Regions from separate parts of the Zea mays genome. Here region 2 is linked to region 1. The links are chromatin contacts, called in public Hi-C maps. All regions are on one chromosome and are shown on one strand. The core of a region is the stretch at or near the end of the contact, and the rest is flanking DNA. Distances in the headings are between cores, read along the strand shown. Region 1 holds the start of LOC100274419 (FAD/NAD(P)-binding oxidoreductase family protein). Region 2 holds the start of LOC103631875 (flavin-containing monooxygenase FMO GS-OX-like 8).

Region 1 (3,890 bases), core at 439-2,938:
TGGCCATCATCAGCCATCGACAAACATTCGACAACAAGTGTCATCACAAATCGGCCACACAAGAAATACATGTGGCGGATCCCACCACCCCACGGTACCTCCAATGGTCAGAGTCCCCAATCATCTTCGACCGTGGTGATCACCCAAACGGGATCCCGCATCCCGGGACGACCTCCCCCTTGTCGTCGAGCTGATTATGGGCTCGAAGTGCCTCTCCAAGGTACTCATGGATGGGAGAAGTGGCCTTAACATCATGTACATCAAGACTCCTTTGACGGCTTGGCGATCGCACGGTCCGCGCTGCGCCTCAGCTCGCACCGTTCCACGGCATCGTGCCCCGCTGCTAAGCCTACTCGCTCGGATGAGTCACTCTGCATGTCACATTCGGCGAACCCTCCAACTTTCGTACCGAGCGGGTGCAATTCGAGGTGGTGGATTTCCGGGGAGCCTACAACGCCATCCTGGTGAGACCGTGCTCCGTTAAGTTCATGGTCGTCCCCAATTACACATACCTCAAGCTGAAGATGCCCGGTCCCCCCATGGGATCATTACGGCGTCTACCTCGTTCGAAGTGGCTTGCGCCCGTCGGAGCTGGGGCCCACCTATCGGAGCGGCTCAACAATCTTGTATGTGTCACCCTTGGACTATAAAAGAGAAGGCACATGCGGTATAAGGTGACATTCTCATCCTCACTCAGACCGAGAGGCTCGTTTACGCTCACTCAAGCAATACAATTCACAAGTGAAGTAGAGTATTACGCTCCGGCGGTCGAAACACTCTAAATCCTCGGTGTTCTTGTGTTCAACCATCTCATTTGGCTAACTCTAGGCAGCCTCTGCCGTGTAACCAATCGATGAGGAACGTAGGCCCGATCAACGCATGTGAGGAGTTTGGGCGTTGGGAGCTGGGCAACCAACCCTCTATATATGATCCGGCAGCGGACTGTTCTGGGGTGGCTCAATAATGGCTGAATGGTCGGAGGTAAGTTGCGGAGGACGACCACACACAGCTGCGCGCGGTTATGATCATCGTCCACCACGCCTATCCGTTCCGTTCCGTTCCGTTCCTGCGGGACAAAGCAATCACACTCGTGCACTCTATTGCTACAAGCAGCATCCGGAGCACATGACATGATTGTCTCTTTAATTTTCCTTCCTCGAGGAAAGTGCCCAAATAAGTCCGAATATATCAACGTACCTAGCTCTATTATTGGTATATTGGTACTGTACTATACATGATCACAGCCAAAAAACATACAGCAAGAGGAGTCTAATCTCAAAGACCCATGTACAGCAAGAGGATGATGAAACCCCCAATTAATAGTTGCTAGTTTAAGTGTAGTGAGACTAGTTTATATAAATCAGTCATGGAAATCTCTCCCTATAGTACGTGAGTGTTTAGTTACTAGAGACTAATTTTTAGTCCCTCCATTTTATTCCACTGTAGTCTATAAATTGTAAAATACGGAAACTATAATTCTATTTTAGTTTCCGTATTTGACAATTTAGATACTAAAGTAGAATAAAATGGAGAGACTAAAAATTAGTCCCTAAAACCAAACACCCCGTATATACGTTACCACAGGCACGCATCGTTAACACCAACATGGTCTGATCTCGTGTGTCTCTAACTCTATCTATAAAAACAGTGAGGGCTGCAAGCAAAATTTGCCGGTATCGTAGTGCTCGCTGTCTGGTACGTCTGCGCTGTGATCGTCTCTCCCCCCTTGCTTCCTTCCGCAGTTCCGCTGCTTGTAGTTGCATGCATGTGGCTGTGAAGATGATGGCATCGTCCACCGAGGAGGAGCTAGAGATGAACAAGAAGAAGGTGTGCGTGGTCGGCGCCGGCGTCTCGGGGCTGGTATCCGCCCGCGAGCTACGCCGGGAGGGCCACGACGTGACGGTCATGGAGCAGAGCGGAGGCGTCGGTGGGCAGTGGCTGTACGACCCGAGGACTGACGCCAGCGACCCGCTCGGTGCTGCCGGCGTGCACAGCAGCGTCTACGCCTCTCTCCGGCTCACCTCGCCCAGGGACATCATGGGCTTCTCCGACTTCCCCTTCTTCCCCCGCAGCAACGACGACGGCGACTCCCGGCGCTACCCAGGGCACGCCGAGTTCCTGAGGTACATCAGGGACTACTGCGACACGTTCGGCCTCATGGACGCCGTCAGGCTCAACACCAAGGTCCTGCACGTGGGACGACCACTGTTGGACGACGACGGTGTTGTGACGCGGTGGACGGTGAGGTACTGCTCGTCCGGACATGGTGTCTCTGAGCACGAGGCGGTCGCGGAGGAGGAGTTCGACGCCGTTGTCGTGGCCTCTGGCCACTACTCCCAGCCACGGCTCCCAGCCATCAACGGCATGGACAAGTGGACGAGGAGGCAGCTGCACTCCCACTCGTACCGCGTCCCCGACTCCTTCCACGCCGAGGTGGTGGTGCTCGTGGGCTTCCACCAGAGCGGCGTGGACATCGCGCTGGAGCTCTGCAAGGTGGCGAGGGACGTGCACGTCGTCAGCGTCAAGTCCTTGGAAGGCCTCACTCCCGGCGTGCGCAAGGCTGTGCCCAGGCACCACAACCTGCACCTGCACCTCCAGGCATGCAGGCAATCTTACCTGCTATATATATATATGCATGCAGCTACTACAAACAGATCCAGCATGTTCCATTCCATTCGTGTTGATTGAATTATTGTGGTGTACAGTACAGATCGAGTGCTTGTGCGAGGATGGGAAGGTCATGTTCGCTGACGGCTCGTGTGTCGTCGCCGACTCCATCATCTACTGCACTGGGTGAGCGCTGCGTGCTTCTCCGCTCAACACATGAACTGCTGACCCATGATGCATGTATATAGGTACGACTTCTCGTTCCCGTTCCTGGACACGGGAGGGCTGGTGACCGTGGACGACAACCGCGTGGGCCCGCTGTTCGAGCACACCTTCCCGCCGGCGCTGGCGCCGTCGCTGTCCTTCGTGGGCGTGCCAAGCCAGGTGCAGACGCCGCTGTTCTACGAGGTGCAGGCGAGGTGGGTGGCGCAGGCGCTGTCGGGGCGGAGGCTGCTGCCGCCGGCGGAGGAGATGCTGCGGGCGGCCGAGGAGTACCACCGCGCCAGGGAGAAGGCCGGCGTGCCCAGGCGCATGTCGCATGCCATCTTCTTCGACTTCGACTACTGCGACGAGTTCGGGGAGAAGCACGTGGGCTTGCCGCGCCCGCCCGAGTGGAAGAAGGAGCTCATGCGGGCGGCCGTTGCGCGCTTGCTCCAAGACACGGAGACCTTCCGTGACGACTACCGCGACGGTGACCTTGTCCTGGAGAGCCTGCGCCTAGAGGGCTGGTCCTCAGCTCCCTCCCCGGGCACGCTTAACGACAAGGAGAATGGAATTGCCATGCATGATATGATGCATGACAGAGATGGAGAGACACTGGAATAAGCTACTAGGGCACAGTCAACATGAATGATTTGGCTTCCAGTGCCACATATGCAATAAAGTTGCAACGATAAGGGTGTCCAAGTTGCTTGGCATTTGGCAAACCGTGAACACTTTCATCAAAGATAAGGGAGGGGTAGAGGGTCCTCTAGATCCCCCGGCCATCTGGATGAAACCTAGGCTATGAGCCAAAAGCCAGGCAGACAGCAGAGACAGGCAATCCTACACTCGATTTTATTAAGCCTATAATTAATACTCACAATTGATCGACATTATTGTTCTTAAAAGATTGAATCTAACCAAAACCCTGAGCTCTAATATGGCGGCTGTGGACCGTGCGTACTGAAAATATATGAGGGTTAGAGGCATGCTACATGCAAGACATCGGACGCCTTCTTAATGGATTCTAACACGATGCTCTAAGATCGTGGCAAAGTGTATCTTGGCGCCATTTTTATATC
Region 2 (3,890 bases), core at 457-2,956, 220 kb after region 1:
ATGAGCTCGATCACAGTACACTATCTTGTAACAAAAAGTACCTAGAGTAGTGCAGCAGCCAGCAGCGCTGCGTGGCGGTAGTTGTGAATCTCTGCGCCGTCGTCTTCATTGTGGATCTGGGAGCCACGGCCACCAGCCCTCGGAGCGCAATCCCTCCCGAACCAGGTCGCTGTCATGGTAGCTGTCACGGTAGCTCTCCACGGCGCCGTCGCTGGCGCTTGCGAGAGACAACGACAGGAGGTCCCTCTTCCACCCCTCCACCGGCGGGAAGCCGCAGTGCTTGGCCCCGAACTCGTCGCAGTAGTCCATGTCGAAGAAGAGGGCGTGCGAGAGGCGCCTGGGCACGCCGGCCGCCTCCCTGGCGCGGTGGTACTCCTCGGCGGAGCGCGCCATCTCCTCCGACGGCGGCAGCGGCCGCCAGCCCGACAGCGCCTGCGCCACCCACCTCGCCTGCGCCTCGTAGAACCGCGGCACCAGCACCATCCTCGGCAACCCCACGAAGGACAGCGACGGCGCCAGCGCCGGCGGGAACGTGTGCTCGTACAGCGGGCCGACGCGGCTGTCGTCGACGGTCACCAGGCCTCCCGTGTCCAGGAACGGGAACGAGCAGTCGTACCCGGTGCAGTAGATGATGGAGTCGGCGGCGACACGCGAGCCGTCGGCGAACGTTACCTGCCCATCCTCGCGCAAGCACTCGATCTGCGATATGCAAGCCACATTTAATTTGTCAGGTCACCGTCCGTACCTGGATTGCTGGATCAGATTCTGAACCAGCGAATATTGGAGCATAGATTTGTAGCTGCACGGTTTCCTTTCCTGGAGGTGCAGGTGCAGGTCGCTGTGCCTGGCGACGGCCTTGGACACGGCGGGAGTGAGCGCCTCCATGGACTTGACGCTGACGTGCACCTCCCTCGCCAACTTGGAGAGCTCCAGCGCGATGTCCACGCCGCTATGACGGAAGCCCACGATCACCACCACCTCGCCGTGGAAGGAATCGGGGACCCTATACGAGTGGGAGTGCAGCTGCCTCCTGCTCCACTTGTCCATGCCTATACGAGCAGCATCCATCAGTTGAGCAACAGGCCGGGCATGAACAACGACGCATTCGGTCGGAACCAACCTCTGATGGTTGGGAGCCGTGGCTGGGTGTACTGGCCGACGGCGACGACGACGGCGTCAAACACCTCCTCCTCCGTGGTGACCACCTCGCCATCGCAGCCACGATGTCTAGACCAACTCACCGTCCACCGCTTGATGCCGTCACCGTCATCAGCGGCACGCGGCGCCGCCAGGCCGACGCGCAGGACCTTGGTGTTGAGCCTGACGACGTCCATGAGCCCGAACGCGTCGCAGAAGTCCCTGATGTACCTCAGGAACTCAGCGTGCCCCGGGTACCGCCGGGAGTCGCCGGTGCCGTCGTCTCTGGGGAAGAAGGGGAAGTCGGAGAAGCCCGTGAGCTCCCTCGGGCTGATGAGCCGGACGGAGGCGTACATGCTGCTGTGCGCGCCGGCAGCGCCGAGTGGGTCGCCGCCGTCCGCCCTCGGGTCGTACAGCCACTGCCCGCCGACGCCGCCGCTCTGCTCCATGACCGTCACGTCGTGGCCCTCGCGGAGCAGCTCGCGGGCACACGCCAGCCCCGACACGCCAGCGCCGACCACGCACACTTTCTTGGATGACACCATCTCGCTTCGCCGCCGGACCTGGTCACGGTGTCCCGGATGGCGTTTCTGATCCAAGTCTTCAACATCGTCCAAAGAAACCATGCTTGACCGCTCATTTAGATATTTCGAATGTGTAGGACCCGTTTGCAAAATCTCATCAGTTTCATCCATGAAGCTGTTGAGTAGCTTTCTAAGATGAATTTAAACTGTTTTGGGAAAAAAATATTTTGCAAAACAGCTTCACCAACAATTTCATGCATGGCTGAAAGATAAAAATAAGACAGAGATGTAAAAAAGTTGCTTTTTTTCAACTACCTCTCTTCATTCCTTTGTACAAGCGTAAATGAAGAGCTTCATCTATAAAACTGTTTTGAAAAAGAGAGCTCCACAGCTTCCAATAGCTCATGAAGCTGTATCAGACAGGTTTGTAATATAAATATATAAGTATGTTGTTAGGTATAAACTCCAAGTACAGAAGATTCCGTACATCTGCTAACAAAAGCAGGCAGATGATACAGAAAAGCAGGATCATAAAACAAATATGGTTCAACTACAAAGGACGCCCAGAATCACTTGTGGTAGCACATGTTACACACTTGTGTCAACCAAAGCAATGTGAACATTATATCACTTATTACATGCTTATACATTGAACTATTACAACAACAGATATGCGATCAGAACCTTCATTTCCCAAGACTATCAATACACTAGTTGTACCAAGAGGACGCGGAGCCCCCCAAGAAGTCAGAAATGCCTTCACTTTGTTAGGTTCTACTCCAGTAATTACACCCACACAAGTTTGGATCACCACCACTGCACCAGGCTCACGGTATTGGCAACACTACTACGATTCCTCATTCTTTACTTGAGTCCACTGTGCAGCTTCTTTCTTTCTCCTGACAAGTATCCCAAAGGAAAATCCCAGGAGCAGCGCAAACATCACACTGCCTCCGATTTCCAAGTACAGCGGAGAAATTTTCCGCACGGTGCTGACTCCTGTGCCAAGTTTGGTTCCATCCACCGCCTCAGCAACACTACTGTTACTGGGGGATACCAGGCCAGAAAATATCTCCACCATATCATGGACCTGCCCATCATGGTTCCCCACATAAGTCAGTGTTAGCTTCTCCCTTGTTGCCACAAGTCTGGCGTATCCAAACTCGCCACCGCGGTACATGGAACGCTCAGGCTGAGGAAAGATAGGGACGTCTGGGTGATCAGGCCTCGGTTGCCATACAGGTTGCCAGTCTTGGCCGCCCATCCCGATCACAAGATGCACAGGAGCGCCAGAGTACTGGAAGCTTGATGAAGTGTTGACACATTGGGAATTCTTCATCGGGCAGAACCTCTCGTACCTGTGGACATGTCCCCATAGCGCGAGGGTCACATTGTATGTCACCAGCAGCGGTTCCAGATTCTGGAGCATCTGCTGTTTCAAAGCCGCGTCCCTGGTTTCATCGCTCGAGGTGTACATGGGGCGGTGGCCCTGAAAAACAACAAACGGTGTTCTACTTCGGTTCACCTTCTCAAGGTCCGTTTTCAAGAAGTTGTGCTGGTCACTTCCCTGAACAAAATTTGTTTCGGTCGACATGTAGACGAAATGCACCACGCCTGAGTCGAAGGAGTAATAAAGATTCCTGGTGTCTGGGCCACCATTACCTGTAGGTAGAATAGAATTGCCCGGCATTCTGAACTTGACACTATAAGGTATTCCACATTCGCCTCCACCGTCCGTTCCATATGTAGCCCACCATGGTTTCCAGGGTTGTGATGGCCAATCATACTCATGATTTCCTATACAGACATGGTATGGAGTATTGGCAGCAATAGGCTCGATCTGGCTGAAGAAATGATCCCAGACCCAAGAATAACCTCTAGCATAGCTGATGTCCCCAATGTGTGAAATAAAGGCGGGTTTATCTCCAAGGGCTTCAATATCACGAAGGATCCACTTTACAGTGGACAAGCTCTCAGATTGTGTGCGAATGTAGGTGTTATAAGGCACATAAGTTCCCATGTCACCAAATAGAAAAGCATTGGTCTCACTGGCTTCACTGTCACGTGAAATGAAGCTGTATATCTCACTCCATCCTCCTGTGTCACTACCAACCTGCCAAAACGGTTGAGTTGATTAAATTTAATGTACGAGGAGAATTAATATAAACAGCATGCTCACAAGGGAGAAGGCCAGTGGTGTTTAACTCCCTATAAAACTGGATCCTAGTT

The links. A called contact is a pair of places that touch in the nucleus more often than the background predicts.
Region 2: a Hi-C map of ear shows a contact between it and region 1, with 4 times the contacts expected there. The contact joins the promoter of LOC103631875 here to the promoter of LOC100274419 in region 1. A contact is called at or near these places in 3 of 25 Hi-C or Micro-C datasets (ear, leaf and tassel) and 1 of 3 datasets of contacts at active chromatin or transcription factors (leaf).

What each region holds. Positions count from the first base shown.
Region 1 is chr7:1,660,038-1,663,927 of Zm-B73-REFERENCE-NAM-5.0, forward strand. It overlaps LOC100274419 (FAD/NAD(P)-binding oxidoreductase family protein), which reads left to right and starts at 1,689. Exons shown (of 3, transcript NM_001148778.1): 1 at 1,689-2,598; 2 at 2,711-2,793; 3 at 2,856-3,511. The coding sequence starts at 1,762. The coding sequence ends at 3,432.
Region 2 is chr7:1,880,393-1,884,282 of Zm-B73-REFERENCE-NAM-5.0, forward strand. It overlaps LOC103631875 (flavin-containing monooxygenase FMO GS-OX-like 8), which reads right to left and starts at 1,707. Exons shown (of 3, transcript NM_001364923.1): 1 at 1,121-1,707; 2 at 817-1,049; 3 at 28-699. The coding sequence starts at 1,682. The coding sequence ends at 106. It overlaps LOC100286077, which reads right to left. Exons shown (of 2, transcript NM_001364924.2): 2 at 2,091-3,774. The coding sequence ends at 2,509.